2 separate regions of the Sus scrofa genome follow, and region 2 is linked to region 1. A link is a contact called in public promoter capture Hi-C data. All regions are on one chromosome and are shown on one strand. Each heading gives the region's core, a stretch centred on a gene start, on an enhancer-like site or on the middle of the called end of the contact. The rest is flanking DNA. Distances are from core to core; before and after follow the strand shown. Region 1 holds the start of CCNI (cyclin-I). Region 2 holds the start of CCNG2 (cyclin-G2).

Evidence for each region. Promoter capture Hi-C pulls out the DNA fragments that hold promoters and counts their contacts.
Region 2: a promoter capture Hi-C map of liver shows a contact between it and region 1, with 5 times the contacts expected there. The contact joins the promoter of CCNG2 here to the promoter of CCNI in region 1. A contact is called at or near these places in 3 of 5 promoter capture datasets (fetal liver, fetal skeletal muscle and liver), 27 of 47 Hi-C or Micro-C datasets (alveolar macrophages, blood, brain and 13 more) and 2 of 2 datasets of contacts at active chromatin or transcription factors (alveolar macrophages and skeletal muscle).

Annotation. Positions count from the first base shown.
Region 1 is chr8:72,716,081-72,723,554 of Sscrofa11.1, reverse strand. It overlaps CCNI (cyclin-I), which reads left to right and starts at 4,248. Exons shown (of 7, transcript XM_003129097.6): 1 at 4,248-5,051.
Region 2 is chr8:72,786,321-72,793,794 of Sscrofa11.1, reverse strand. It overlaps CCNG2 (cyclin-G2), which reads right to left and starts at 3,401. Exons shown (of 8, transcript XM_003129100.5): 1 at 3,049-3,401; 2 at 1,954-2,091; 3 at 708-845. The coding sequence starts at 2,091. It overlaps LOC106504701 (a long non-coding RNA gene), which reads right to left. Exons shown (of 3, transcript XR_001298375.2): 1 at 6,994-7,474; 2 at 6,526-6,571; 3 at 5,522-5,820.

The DNA.
Region 1 (7,474 bases), core at 2,999-5,498:
TAAAGGCAAGCCAAAAATAACCACAGGGTGAGTATTTTGGTTCAAAGACTGTAGTGCAAGCCAGAAATACCCACAGGGTTAGACAGTAAAGGGTAGTGACTAAAAACACATCTCTAGAGCAACACCAGGTGGGTTTGAATCCTGGCTGTGCCCCTCTGGGCTGTGTGATCAGCCTTGAGGATTTACTTTACCTCTTTATCTTCTGGAAAATGGAGATGACAAAAACACCTACAGTAGAGGAATGCTATAGGAACAAACACAAGAGAAAGCGATAAAAGTGCTCAGTGCAATGCATGGTACACAGTGAGTAGTCAATAAATTTAAGTTTTTTTTAGTCCCAAATACCATGAGAAAGGTAGTTTATTTTTCATTTATTGGTCTTTTTGCCTTTTCTAGGGCCGCTCCCTTGGCATATGGAGGTTCCCAGGCTAGGGGTCCACTCGGAGCTGTAGCCACCGGCCTACGCCACAGCCACAGCAACGCGGGATCCGAGCCGCATCTGCAACCTACACCACAGCTAATGGCAACGCTGGATCCTTAACCCACTGAGCAAGGCCAGGGATCGAACCCGCAACCTCATGGTTCCTAGTCTGATTCGTTAACCACTGAGCCACTATGGGAACTCCTGAAAGGTACTTTATTTTTAGTATATAGGACAAAATATTCCTAAAATATATTTTTAAAATGAAAAAATATGAATTCCTTACCAACACAGGGATATTAATATTTTCTTTAATGCCTTCTTTATTGTCTCAGGGAATTGCAAAGACTTTCTATTTGCTACAACTAAAACAACTCATTTTTTAAAAAATAATATTCCATTTATAAAAAGATGTTGATTAAAAGTAAGGTCTTTTGGAGTTCCCCTTGTGGTGCAACGGAAACGAATCCGACTAGTAACCATGAAGTTTCTAGTTCGATCCCTGGCCTTGCTCAGTGGGTTAAGGATCCAGTGTTGCTGTGAGCTGTGGTGTAGGTTGCAGACGCGGCTTGGATCCCGTGTTGCTGTGGCTGTGGCGTAGGCCTGTAGCTGTAGCTCCAATTAGACCCCTAGCCTGGGCAACTCCATATGCTGCAGGAGCAGCCCTAAAAAACAACAAAAAAGGAAGATCTTTCCAGTGAATGGTGAAAAAGAATATCCATATTTTTGGTTAGGATAACTGGAACAGTTCCTTATCCACCTATTAATTACTTGTACTTATATTTATAGTATTCTAGACTAAATTGCCACTGGCGATCTCATGGGCAGTAAGAGTTTTAATAAAACTAAGTTTCAAAAAGGGTAAGTATGTACGTATGTAATGGAGAGTTTTTTTGTTTTTTTTTTTTTTTTTTTTTTTTTGACTTTCAGCGTCACCTGTTGTATCAAAAATTGCCCTTGTCCCTGTCCTTGACCACTTGGGCCTCTGTTCTCCCACTTCAGAGATCCTGGCTAGCCGAGGTAGCATTCAGGCGAGGCCCCTGGGAGCAGATGCTGAAACCAGCTATTTAGGCAACCCTTCACCATCTCTGTCGAGGAGAGTCCTGGGTTGGAGAACCACAAGACATTGTAGCTGCCATACTTGGGGGTGGTATCCCCTGGACTGGTTGGTGCCTGTAATGGAGAGCTCTTAAAAACTCTTGGTTATATTTTAATTGATTCAAATCCTCTGCCAAGCAATTTGGAAAATTGGTATTTATCAAACACCATAAAAATGTAAATGCTCTTGCACCCAGGAATAACCCAGAAAATGTTACACAGGAAGTTATTAATTGTATTATTTTTGTTTTTTCTTTCATTTTTTTGGTAATAGCTTTATTGAGATCTTACATCTCATGCAATTCATCTTTTAAATGTGCACACTTCAATTGTTTTTAGTATAGAGTTTACAACCATCACAATTAACTGTAAAATATTTTCATCAAAAAGAAACCCCAAAACTCTTACCTACTACTCTCCAACCCTTTCTCCGTCTTTGGTCTTAAGCAACCACTAACCTACTTTCTATAGATTTGCCTATTCTGAACATTTCATATAAATGGAATCATTATGCTAAGTGAAGGAAGCCAGCCACAAAAGACTGCAATTGTTTTCAAGGGTCATCCATGTTACACCATATATCAATACCTCCTTATTACGGCCAAATAACATTCCGTTGTGTAGATATGCCACATTTGACTTATGCATTCATCAGTTGGTGGATATTTGTGTTGTTTCGTCTTTTTCCCCATTATGAATAATGCTGTTGTGAAGATTCAAGTACAAGTTTCTGCATGGACATGTTCACATTTCGCTTGACTATATATCTGGGAATGGAATTGGTATGATTTCTCCCTTCCTTCCTTCCTTCCTTTCTTTCTCCTTCTAAATGGCCTCACAGCGTATGGAAGTTCCCAGGCCAGGGGTTTAATCAGAGCTGCAGCAACCCACCGTGCTGGGCCAGGGATTGAACCTGCACCTCCACAATGACTGGAGCAGCTGCAGATGGATTCTTAACCCATCTGGCCACAACAGGAACTCCAGTATGAGTCTTTTTTTTTTTTTTTTCTCTTTATTAAAGTGTAGTTGATTTACAATGTTGTGCCCCAGTATGATTCTCATAGTAAGTGAAAACCAGAAGTAATTTCATGGTCCAACAATGAATGGTATTATGCAGAAAAATGTTGCCTATATAGAAGGAAGACCATATAGCAATAAAGGTCATTTAAGAAAAAGCTACATGAAGTGGAAAAAAAAGCAAAATATGACCCACTTAAAACCCTTCCTGGGCTTCCCTTCCCTATTCTGTTTTAGGGACCTGTCCCCTGCCCCTGGTCTCACTTCTCTCCCCCTGAATTCTCTGAGGACCTGCTATATAAACTTTCAGAGATTTTTACAATGTCTCAGCTCTAGAGCCTTTGCAAGGTTGTTTCCTCTTGTATATCACTCTTTCCCCACTTCTTTGCCCAGTGGTTTCAAGTCTCATCTTAAATGTCTCTTCCTCACAGAACTTCTCTGATATCCCTAACTAGACTGGGAGTAAATGTTTCCATAGCAGCCTGCATCTTAATACATTTGATACTGGTAATTGTTTATTCAGTCAGTAATCAAATATTGAAAACCTTTTACATGCAGGAATACTGGGTGAAATAAAACATGTAAGATCTCTGCCAACCTAGACCGTATATTCTAGGGAGAGAATACAATGTTCAAGTAAGCAGATCAATGTACTGGGTGATTTTACATAGTGATAATTAGCTCAAGGGTTACTTTTGGTGTTTGAATTGTAAACTCTAGGAAGGTAGAAGCCATTTCTTAGTTATTTAGTTGCTAGAGCTTAGCACCTGGTCTGGCTCTATGAATAAGCTCAAAACAAATTTAAGACTGCTAAAACAGGCATATAACAGAGATGGAAAACACAAACATGACAACTTCTGTAAAAGGTTGAGTTTGAGGGGTTTTTTTTTCTTACAAAACTTTCTGTAATTTTACATATTCTTTTAATAACCAAAATAATTAAAAGATGAGCAAATGGCCAAAAAAAAAAAAAAGTCCCATTTTGGCATTCCCTGGTGGCTCAGTGGGTTAAGGATTCGGAGTTGTCACTGCTGTGGCACAGGTTTGATTCCTGTCCAGTGAAGGAACCCCAAATAAAACACTTATGTCACCAGACAGTCTTTAAAGACCTGGTAATAAAACCTACTCTGAAATACTCAGCCGTGTCAGTTAAGTAGACAGAATTCCCTTGGCACGTTACCAAGAAGGTACCCATGGCTGCCAGCAGTATCATTTCGTTTTAAAAGAGGTGTTTACTATTTACCCCTTAACTTCCCGATTTCTAATGCGCTTTAGAATCTCCCTCCACCCACGACGTGGCAGCGGAAAAAACCCGCAATTCTATTTACACGTCAATTGCAAGAAGAGAACAAGGAACTTTTCGCGAGGGCAACAAAGAATGCATGATCCTTACACAACAGACGTCAACCTTTTCCCAATTAACCCTTTTACAAACCCTAGACAAAGATAGGCTGGATCAAAAACAAAAACACCCCAAAACCCCACAAAAAAAAACACCCCAAAAAACAAAGAAAAAAACCAGGTAGCGCTTCGCTCGGCCAGAAAAGCATCCACAGAACCCAACCCCCCCAAACGGAGCGCTCCGTCGCGTCTTTCTTCTTCGGCGCGCATGCGCAGATTGCTCTCCGGCCACCTCACGCCTCTTTCTAAGAGCCAAGGAGGCACTTACGTCACCGTGAGGTCGAAGAGGAGCCCTTCCGCTCCTCCACGGAAAATGAGTCCATGCACCTTTAGCTTTTCTTAGCCCACAAAAAGCCTTCCCTTCTCCCACCCCGGTGCCAACGACTTCTCCAGCCCATTTCCAACAGTCCAGCTTTTTTCCAGACCTCTCCGTGCTTTCGTTGGACGGAGAAGGCACAAGAGAGGAAAAAAAGGGGAAACCAATTCACTCTTGTTTACAAGGAGTGAGCAAGTCTAGGGATCGGTCCGCGAGGGCGGAGCCGAGGGAGCCGGCGCTTCTTCATCCTTTCCCCTCCCTCCCCTGCCTTCCCCGCGAGCGGACGCGGCAGCGCCTCTGTCTCGCTTTTTCTTATTTTCCCCCCCTTTTCCCCTTCCTTTTTTTTTTTTTTTTTTTTCTTTTTCCTCCCCTTCCCCCCTTTCACCATTTCCCCTCGGAGGTGCTTCCCCCGGGCAGGGGCAGAGCCGGTCTCACCCCCCGCCTCTCCCCGGCCCCCGCCGCCCTATGGCGAGAGGGAACCCCCTCCCCACCCGGGCACAAGCGGCGGTTGGAGGAGCGGGACCCGCGGCGGCGGCTTCAGGTCCGGGGGCGTCATGGAACTAATTCGCTGACCGACCCACCGGCCGCAGCCGTGCGTCCCGCTCGAGCGCCAGCGCCCTCCGGCCCAATTCCCCCTCTTCTCCCTCCTCAGTCGGCCCGGTCCTCGTCACGCGCGCCCCGCCGCCGCGCGCTGAGAAAAATGAGGTGGTAACGGGCCCCCGGATGACCCCGCGTCACCACTGTGAGGCCTACAGCTCTGCCGGGGAGGAGGAGGAGGAGGAGGAAGAGGAGGAGAAGGTGAGGGGGCGGGGGCGGGGGGCTCGACGCGTCCCCGCGACCCCTGTGCGCGCGCCTTCCCCTGTTCCGCGTCGCCGCGCTCCCCACCTCGCCACCCCAGAAACCTTTCGGACGCCCGCCTGGTCAACTCGGCCCCTTCCCAGTTTGGAAAGGGCTCCGCTGGTTTCCCCTTTCGGGCCTTTTTTTTGTGTGTCTGCAAGTAACTTTTTTGTAGCACCAGCAAATTGCCTACTAGTGAGAGTTCTAGGCTCCGGAGCCCGTGGGATGCACAAAGACGGGGACACACCCCCACCCTTAGACCTCGGTGCTCGGGCGGGAGTGAGGGGAAGATGCTTTATAGTGCAGAGCCGGGGGCAGGCCAGATGAATGGGGTGACCCGCCAGCGCGGCGGGAGCTTGTGGGAGAGGGACGTTACCTAGGGTTTGCGTGGGTTCGGGCATCTGGAGAGGTGAGCTTTGAGTTACACCCCGAAGGGCATAAGAACACTCCAAAATTGAAAAGAAGGCCCTCTGCCGAGCCAGGGGTTCCACTGCAGATCATTTTGGCAGGAGTTGAGAATTGAGTAGCAAAATAGTGGAAGGTATCTCTTCCGAGGGCGGATGGAATGTGAAGCTCTTTGAATGTCAGACCAAGGTATTCAGCTTTTATTCTGTCACTGGGAGCCATCAGCGTTTGAGCTGCAGCAGTGTGACATGATGATAACCCTTGGAGGGGCTCATCGGACAGGCATCATTCTGAGTGGCTTGCAACCTATTGAATCTTCACAAGAGCAGATAGTTGAGCGTTTTTACAGATGAGGGAAACTGAGGCTAGGCTTCATAAGATTGACTTTCCCATTAGGTGACTGCTGGAACCCAGTGGCCAGAATTCCAGCCCCAACAGCCTGACTATGCTATGTAGTGTCTGCTGAAATGAGAATAGCGTTAGCTGTCTCTAGCCATTCCAGGTCATTTGTGGCAGATGAAATAGAAGGGAACCGGCAAATAGATGATGGATAGGATTTAGATTTGCTAGTCTGGGACCAGACACATCAGAGATTCTGAGGAGCAGAAGTTTCTTAATACTGATGAAGAGCAGACTGGTAGTGATAATCACCTTGTGTTGGGAAGGTGCAGTGGGGATGATTTGCAGTTACTCTTAGGTAAGTGAGTTTATCTAGCAGTGTGACATCCTAGTCGTTTAGAATGGAACTCAAGATTGGAAGCTTAATATGTGTGTACATGTTTTATTCTGATTGTATAATACTTTAAAAATGAAAAGCATTCACCTTTGTGTACGAATTCATCTTTAAAAGGGGCTTGAAAATAATACTATCCTTTATGTTCGAGTATTAAATGAGTTAATATGGCGTAGTACTTTGAACAATGCCTGGCGCAGTAGTAAGCATTCATTGTTTTTAGTTGTTAAGCTCTTAACAAGTGTAAGCTACCAGGCACAGGGCTCAACTCTGGAGAATGTCTGCCATCAAGGAACTCATAGTAGGAGAAACCAGACTACAAATAATCAGTTATCATGGAGCAATTAAATGCAAAGGTAGAATTATGTCCAAGTACATATAATGCAAACCATTGCTCTGTAGAAAGGAGAGTGCAAGCTGGAGAAGGACATTTCAGTTGAAAAACAATGTGGCAAGGTGTGGAAATTGGGAAAGAGCAGGCTATTTTGGAATTACAGGTACCTGTAATTCATTATTAGGTTAAGGGCTTAAAGTCAGGGAGGTGATACTAGAACATGAGGCTTTTGTGTGGTCATATTAATCCCTCTTTTTAGAAGTGAAGTGAAGATCTGCAAACAGCACCGGCATCAGTATTATTAGTGGAATTGGTATTAGATCATAATAGATAAAGTAATTCCATGTTAATGAAGTTGTTTCTGTTGTATAACCAGTACTGTGCAGCAGTTTTCCTCAGAAGAGCAAGAGGCCCTTTATGTAGATCTGTAATATAGTTTATGCTGTTCAATAAGCATTTTATAAACTATTTGCCCAGACAGTAAGCTATTTGATAAGCAGAAGCACAGAAATTAAAAGAATGGAAGGAGAAATGTGAAACACATCAAGTTCAAAGTGTGTGGAATATACCAACCAAAATACAGTCAAATTTTTGTTTTTTAGTTACTAGAGACTTTTCTATCTGAGCAGTCAGAATTCTGAATATGACCAGTAATAGGCATAAAATAATAATCTGCACCTACAAAGTTTTGTTACTTAAAACAGTCAAGTTACTTTTTTTTTTTGTCTTTTTAGCTATTTCTTGGGCCGTTCCCACGGCATATGGAGGTTCCCAGGCTAGGGGTCGAATTGGAGCTGTAGCCACCGGCCTACGCCAGAGCCACAGCAACGTGGGATCCGGGATCCGAGCCGCGTCTGCAACCTACACCACAGCTCACAGCAACGCCGGATCGTTAACCCACTGAGCAAGGGC
Region 2 (7,474 bases), core at 2,152-4,651, 71 kb before region 1:
CCCCTCAAATAAGCCTTTCGACACCAAGAAAATACACTTTTTCCGATATAAAAAGAACATACTCTACTTATCTTCTTCTAATCTATTTAAGAATCATCCCATACTTCAATGCAAATTTCCCCAAGAGAGATATTGCATCAGATGTGCAGAGTGGAGCATATGTAAAAGCTGCCATGGACAGATGGCTGCCCTTTTCTTTTCGGTGCCCTGAAAACTGACCCAGCAGCTGACAGCAATCCACCGGCAGAAGAATCATCACATTTTTCTAACAGTTGCTGGTAATTGTTAATATGACTGTGGCTCCCTGCTTTGAAAAGCTTCTCATAGGGAAGGCAATAAGTCACCTTTAAACACACTGCTATCCTTCCATTTTGTCATGTTTCAGGTGTTTAAAAACACCGAGGCTCAAGAGAAACATAATAGGAGATGAAAATGTGAAAACCTTATTTTGAGAACTGAATAAAGAATACTTAAAAATCAGTAGTCTTCCTTTCGTTGTATCTTCAAAGAGAAGGTATATAAGCAGTACAGCAAAACCTGACTTAAGCTACACTTAGTTTTGTAGTCTCTTAACCTGGACTAAAGATCACAACTCTGATTAAAAATGTACACTCACTTGCCAAGTATTTATTGAATTCCCATAAGCAAGGCACTGTGCACTGGGTATAAAAAAAATGGAAGTTGTACTTATAAAAATGATTAAATACCTTCATAAGAGCCAAGAATCTGTCCAAAATATTGACAGCCAGGACAAAAGTTTCAGTGCAAGATCCAAAAAAATTGGTTAAACTCCTTAAATCTTCTACTTTGGCATTTCTCAATCTTGAACACAAACTGTTATCATTCTGCAATAAAAACCAAGAGCCAAAGTTTATGACTATCTTAGAACTTGAATGAATGGATAATACACACAGATTCAAATAAGGTGTTTTTTCCCCTTAATCTTCAAGAATATAGGGAACAGAGTGCTATCATTTAACCAAAGCACTACACTTTTTCAGATACAAATGTGTACATATCATTGCTTTTTAAAAGAATATATCACATGGGGAGTTCCCATCATGGCTCAGTGGTTAAGAAATCCGACTAGGAACCATGAGGTTGCGGGTTTGATCCCTGGCCTTGCTCAGTGGGTTAAGGATCCGGTGTTGCCATGAGCTGTGGTGTAGGTCACAGAGGAGGCTTGGATCCCACGTTGCTGTGGCTCTGGCGTAGGCCGGCAGCTACAGCTCCAATTAGACCCCTCGCCTGGGAACCTCCATACGCCCTGAGAGCAGCTCTAGAAAAGGCAAAAAGACAAAATAAATAAATAAATATCATATGGTAGTTCCCTAGTAGTTAAGGGTTGGGCTTTGCTACTGCCGTGACCCATGACTGGGGTTCAGTCCTTGGCCTGGAACCTTCCACACGCCATGGGGCTGCCAAATAAATAAAAAATTAAGGCAATCTTAAATACATATATATGTATATATATATGCACACATCATAAAAAACATTCTCCAATTCAATATAAAGCAAACTGTTGCCAAATTTCCAGAGGGTTATATAAAATATAATTCAGTCCCTTTGTAATGGACATACAGACGGCTGCTTGCCTGTTTTCTTAAAAAAAAAAAAAAAATCATTCAAGAGCCTACTATACAGTATTGCATAGCCAGAGGGTATTTCCACAAATGACCCGTTCAATTTCCAGGGAATCTCCAACCCAGAAGCTGCAGGCTGGGGGTGCCACATTTGAAGAAACACTTCCCTAGAGCTAGTATCACTCTCGTTCTTGCTAAGAAACAAAAGCATGACTCTGTATTAAGATATATCTTAGTACTCTAGGAAGACCAATTTTAGTCTTAAAAAACTTCGCAGCCTTTAGTCTTAATTCAACTAAAAAAAATTTTTTTTAAGTTATTTCCCCAAGTCGCGTCAGCGGCTAGAACAAGTTCTTTCCTGGGAACTTACCTCCGGAGTAGCCTCGATCAAGCTCAGCCCTTTTTCTCGAGGTTGGAATCTCTGCTCCTGTTCTAGGTAGAGGTTCAACAATCCGAGGAGCTGCACCCCTTCACGACCGGCCAAGTATTCTGCCCCCAAATCCTTCATCTGCAGCAAAGACACCACACACAGTTAGTCTATCCTGGGGGTGGCAGAGGTGAGAGGGGAAGCCACAAAAGAGCCGGGGCCAATACCTCCAGAGAGGGGAGCCCCGGTACACCCTGGCGAGGAGCAGGTTAGGGGACCAGTCACGTCCAGCCGAACCCCAGCGCAATCCTCCCCGACCGCCAGGGAGGTGTGGCAGGGGGAGGGCCCTTGGTCACGTCCGCCGGCCAGCGCTGGGTCAGACCGGCCAGCCCCGGCCTCCCCACTGTTTCACAAACAGGAAACTGTCCCCGGCGGCGGTGTCCGGACCATCCGCCACACCTGAAGTCGTGGGGGATGGGTTTCTGCCCAGTGGAACGCAGCAGGGACTCGGATGGCAGAGGGTCCCGGGGGCAGGGGCTTTGCACAATAGGGGGGAGGGGAGAGAAAGTCTCGCGACCGAACAAAGAACAGGAGGGAGGAGACTCCCGAGCCCCGCCTCTACCGCGGAGCTCGGCTCCCGAAGCCCCTCACGCTGGAGTCCAGCCCCCAAGCCTTCCCCATCCGCTTCAGTAGAGCCTACTCTGAACAGAACCCGAACGGGAGAGACCTCAGTCCCAGAGACCGCTGGGGTGGCAGGGCCCACCCGATCGGGGTCTGGGGACAGAAATCCAGCCCGCCCCTTGACCAGGAACACCCTTGCATCCACTGATGCCCCGATTCCGTCAATTCAAGAACCACCCCAGCGAGCTCCCGTGGCAAAATGAGCGAGGGGGATACACCAAAGAACTGCCTTCATTCAGTCTCCTCGACCCTCTATCCATCCTATCAGCATCTCTCCGCCCCCGGGCGCCCACTGCCCTAGGATTGAGGGCAGGACCGGAGTCGCTCCCCAGGCTGAGGACTGGGCACTCTGACATCGAACCCCGCAGTACCGACCATGAACAAAGAAACTCTGCGATTCTAGGTGGGCCCACTCACCGTGCTGGAACCGCGCCTCCACCAGCCTTCCGCGTCACGGTCGGGGGGACTGGGCGCGGCGGGTGCTTCCGGACCTATCTCCGAGGTCTGGGACCCGCAGCCTCAGCGGTGCCCCCGGACCGGCATCCGACCCTTCCCCCCTGCCGCCGCCGCCTCGGCCTCACAGACCCGGCGTCATCCCGCTGCCTGCGCGCCCACCCTCCGGCTGGGGCGCTGCACTGGCCCCTCTAGCCCTGCCCCACCACGGGCTCCACTGCAGCCGCCGCCACCGCGGAGGCCCTAGCAAACCCCTTGTTTTTGTTTTGAGTTTTCAACGCCCCCAAGGGGGCGGGGCACGTGACTCCCCGCGGAGGGATCTGACGCTGCCGCAACAGACTTTGAAAAATAGTTCCGCCCATAAGCCTTATCTCCAGCCAGCTTTGAGGCCTCCTCAGCTCGCCTTTGCTTTACTGAGCCACTCCTCCTTCTCGGTTTCAAGGCGAAGGATGGAATCTGGACATCGGCTTCATTCCGAGATTGATCCTAAGGGGGGGGGAAATGGTAGCGATAGGCATGAGGGGGCGGAAGGAGATAGTTTCTGGTCGCATTGCACCTTTTAAAGGTCCCCGATTTGTTTTGTTTTCGCTGTTTTGAAAAGTCCGCCCAAAGTAGCCGACTCCCTGATTGGATATTGGTGGGGCTAGCCGAATGCTGAAGCTCTGATTCACTCTCGAATCCGGATTGGCTAACTGATTGGCCTTTGAGCCCTCTGATTGGTTTTCACCGTATGCTACTCCTCTTTCTGCCTTGGGGCCTTAGCAACTCTGGGGTCTGCATTGCGCATGCCTGAGTGGACCGCGTAGGAGGAATTCCTTGACTTGGCCCGGTGGTCTTTCCCTTTCCTCCGCCCCCTCGGCTCTAAGCAGGGAAGTACCACTCTCGGTTCTCCCCTCCAAAGAGCCGGAACTGCTAGGTAACCTTTGTGACAACCCCTCCCACCACGGGAGGGTTTCCTGCGTTCCTTTTATAATTTGTTGTGCAGGTCCATTTTTGCGATAATCAAGTAAAATTTTCAGGGTACTTATTGAAATATTTGGGAGTAAAATGCTGTCATCTTTGATATTTGCTTTAAAGCTTTCCGACCGAGAGGGAAAAAAATGGAGGATGGGTAAAACAAGACTGGCAAAAAGCTGAGTTCTTAAAACTAGATGTGGGTACAAGAGGGTTCGTTGCACTATTCTTTCTACTTTTGTGCACCTTGAAATTTTTCCCTAATAAAAGTAAATTTTCGATGAAAGGACTTAAAAATTTACCTGTGCACATTGATGATGGCACGTAAACATCTAATAATAGCGTCCCTCCTGGGGTTGTAATTGTACTGTTGTTTAAATGACGACTCCAAGAGGCTTCCTGGTCCTTAGTTACCCATAAATTATCATTTATTGTGCATTATAATTAGCGTAGTTATTAAGAGGCGACACCTCTTCTGAGGCAGGGCAAAAAGCAAAGCAAAGGGTGCCTTGGGCAGGAGAAACTTTCACACGGAATATATGGGGGGATGTTGAGGCTCCTCTCTAACATTTATAGTTTACTTTTTCTCGCTTCAGTTCCTCGCTGGCTGCCTGCTAAAGGAGCACATTCTACTCTAAATAATCAATTAGCTCCAAGGAACTGATTTCTTTCCTCTTCTGTATGTTTTCTGTATATTGTTGTGCTACTTGTAAAAATATGCGAAGGCATGTAACATAGCTTTTGCAACAGCTTTCTCTTTTTTTCCAGAGCAGCTAAGGAATTAGATCCCTTTGCATATTGGCTGGGACTAGACTGAGGCGTCTGGAGCACAGGGCCCACTGGGGGAGGGGTGCTCAGAGCGAATCCTCGTATTCCAGAGAGGTGTGGCCTAGTACTGAGTTTTGGAAAATTTAAAAATTGCATTACCAGACTACTTTAAATGATTAACAGTTTCCATAATTTTACTCAATGTGTGTTTGATTTTGGAGATATTGTTAGAGCTATTACTTGTATATTACATAAACTTCTTGCTGGAAATCTGTGCTGAAAAACATAAAAGAGGGCATGTAACTAACATGGAAAAAAGAACTAAGATTAGAATTACATACATGATAGTTCCTTTTACAGTAAAGAGGCTCAATGGACAGAGCCCAGAGAGAAAACAGCTGGACGGGAAACATACACCCTGAAGAGAAAGGAGAATTGCACCAAAATATGAAGGAGATTGGGGACTTTTTTTCAAGTAGGAGGGCAAAGGTAGCAAAGGAACAAACCGGAAATGTCAAAATATGTGGCAGAAGATTTTTTTTTTGGTCTTTTCTTGGGCGGCACCCACAGCATGTGGAGGTTCCCAGGCTAGGGGTCTAATCAGAGCTGTAGCCACCAGCCTACACCAGAGCCACAGCAATGTGGGATCTGAGCTGCGTCTCCAACCTACACCACCGCTCATGGCAACGCCGGATCCTTAACCCACTGAGCGAGGCCAGGGATCGAACCTACAAGCTCATGGTTCCTAGTCGGATTCGTCAACCACTGGGCCACGACAGTAACTCCAGAAGATTTTTTAAATAAAAGAGAAAATAAATATAACACAAAAAAGGAGATTTGGAGACATTGGCCTTTGCCTAGATCACTCACTGTTACAAATCTCTACAAAATGTATACTACTTATCTCATAATTGTTGTTTTTTATGTATCTTCCTACGGGCAACCTCTTGAATGATGAGCAGTTCTCTCAAGAAAGCTTTGTAAATGGTGTCGAATTTCTTGCTCTTACAGGGCCTGTTGAGTACAGAAAAGACTGATTAAATTGTCCAATATGGAGCCCCCGTGTCCATTTTTGTCTCTTACCTTTTAAGATAAAACAAACCAGTCATTAAAAAATAATTGGTCCAGTAATTGAATCATCCTTTAAAAAAAAAAAAAGGGCATCTCCTTTTAACAGCGATGGAAAAAGTGATGCAAGTTTCCTCTTTGTACTCTGCTGATTTTTTTAGCTATTTGTTAGTTTTTTTGTTTTTGTTTTTTTTTAATTTTAGGGTCACACTCAGGGCATATGGAGGTTCCCAAGCTAGGTGTTGAATCAGGGCTGTAGCTGCCGGCCTACCTCACAGCCACAGCAATACCAGATGCAAGCTGCATCTGTGACCTACACCACAGCTCACGGCAACGACAGATCCTTAGCTTACTGAGTGAGTCCAGGGATCAAACCTGCGTCCTCATGGATACTAGTCAGGTTCGTTTCCTCTGAGCATTGCCATGAGCTGTGGTGTAGGTCAGAGACATGGCTCAAATCTGGCGTCGCTGTGGCTGTGGTGTAGGTCAGCAGCTGTAGCTCCTATTAGACCCCTAGCCTGGGAACCTCCATATGCTGCAGGTGTGGCCCTAAAAAAAAAAAAAGATGTACACAGGACAGGAAAATACACCCCCCACCCACACACAATGCCTTCATTTAGCCTTACTTGGAGTTGGCACTTTACTACTCACTGGAGATGGCACCTTGAAGACCTCGATTTGTCCAGATTTTTCTTACCTGAAAAAGCAAACATGAGAACAAAGTGTTGGGGGGCACTCAGGGAGTTGTTCTACTTCCTGTGTAAAGATTACATACGAACTTTTGCCAAAGTGCTTTTACTATATACCTGTGGGCTGATGGGATTTTCCCAACCCTGTGACTTAAAGAAGGGATCATCCCTAATCTCATCAAAGGAATCTGGTGGAAAGCAGCTCTAAAAGACACTCAGGATCCAGGATTGGAAAGGGTAAAGCTGACAAAAGGCCACCCTCACTCATCCCCACTACTCATTCTTTCTGGCCCCCTGCGTGGGCTGTTTTCTGTCCTTAAAGATGGTTTGCAGCCCATACTTCCTGTGCTTAGATCGACTTTGCCAGCAGAACCTGTGAAGGAGCTAGGAATGCTTGTCAGAGAGAGAGAAACGGGAAGGCTAAACTCACCTGGGTGCCATCTTGAAGAAGTTCAGATTTTTCCACCAAGAGGCTCATTTTTGTATCTGAACTTACAAGAATGAGACAATATATAAGCAGTCAATGAATCCCTTTCTTAAAACAACCAGAGAATGAATCAGTGAATCAATCCTGCTTTCTGACTTGCTCATGGCCAAGACTTCGAATCTGAAATTAGCAAATTCAATATTCTAATCTGTTTACCGTGGAGATATGTCATTGCAGTTGTTGCATGTTGTATCTATGACAGGACTGGGGATATTCATTCCACATGTTGATGCGCTCCGCTTTGGAAAACGGGGAATGAAACCTCCACTGTAGACTCCCTCTGAGTGACCACAGCAAGGCTTTTACCGGCCAGCCAGGTTAGCCTCTCTCAGTCTTGCTAGCCTGAAGGGGAGGGGGGCCTTGTGCAAACTATCTCTGAAACCCAAACTCAATGCTCACTTACCTCTGTGAGTGGCTTTTTTTT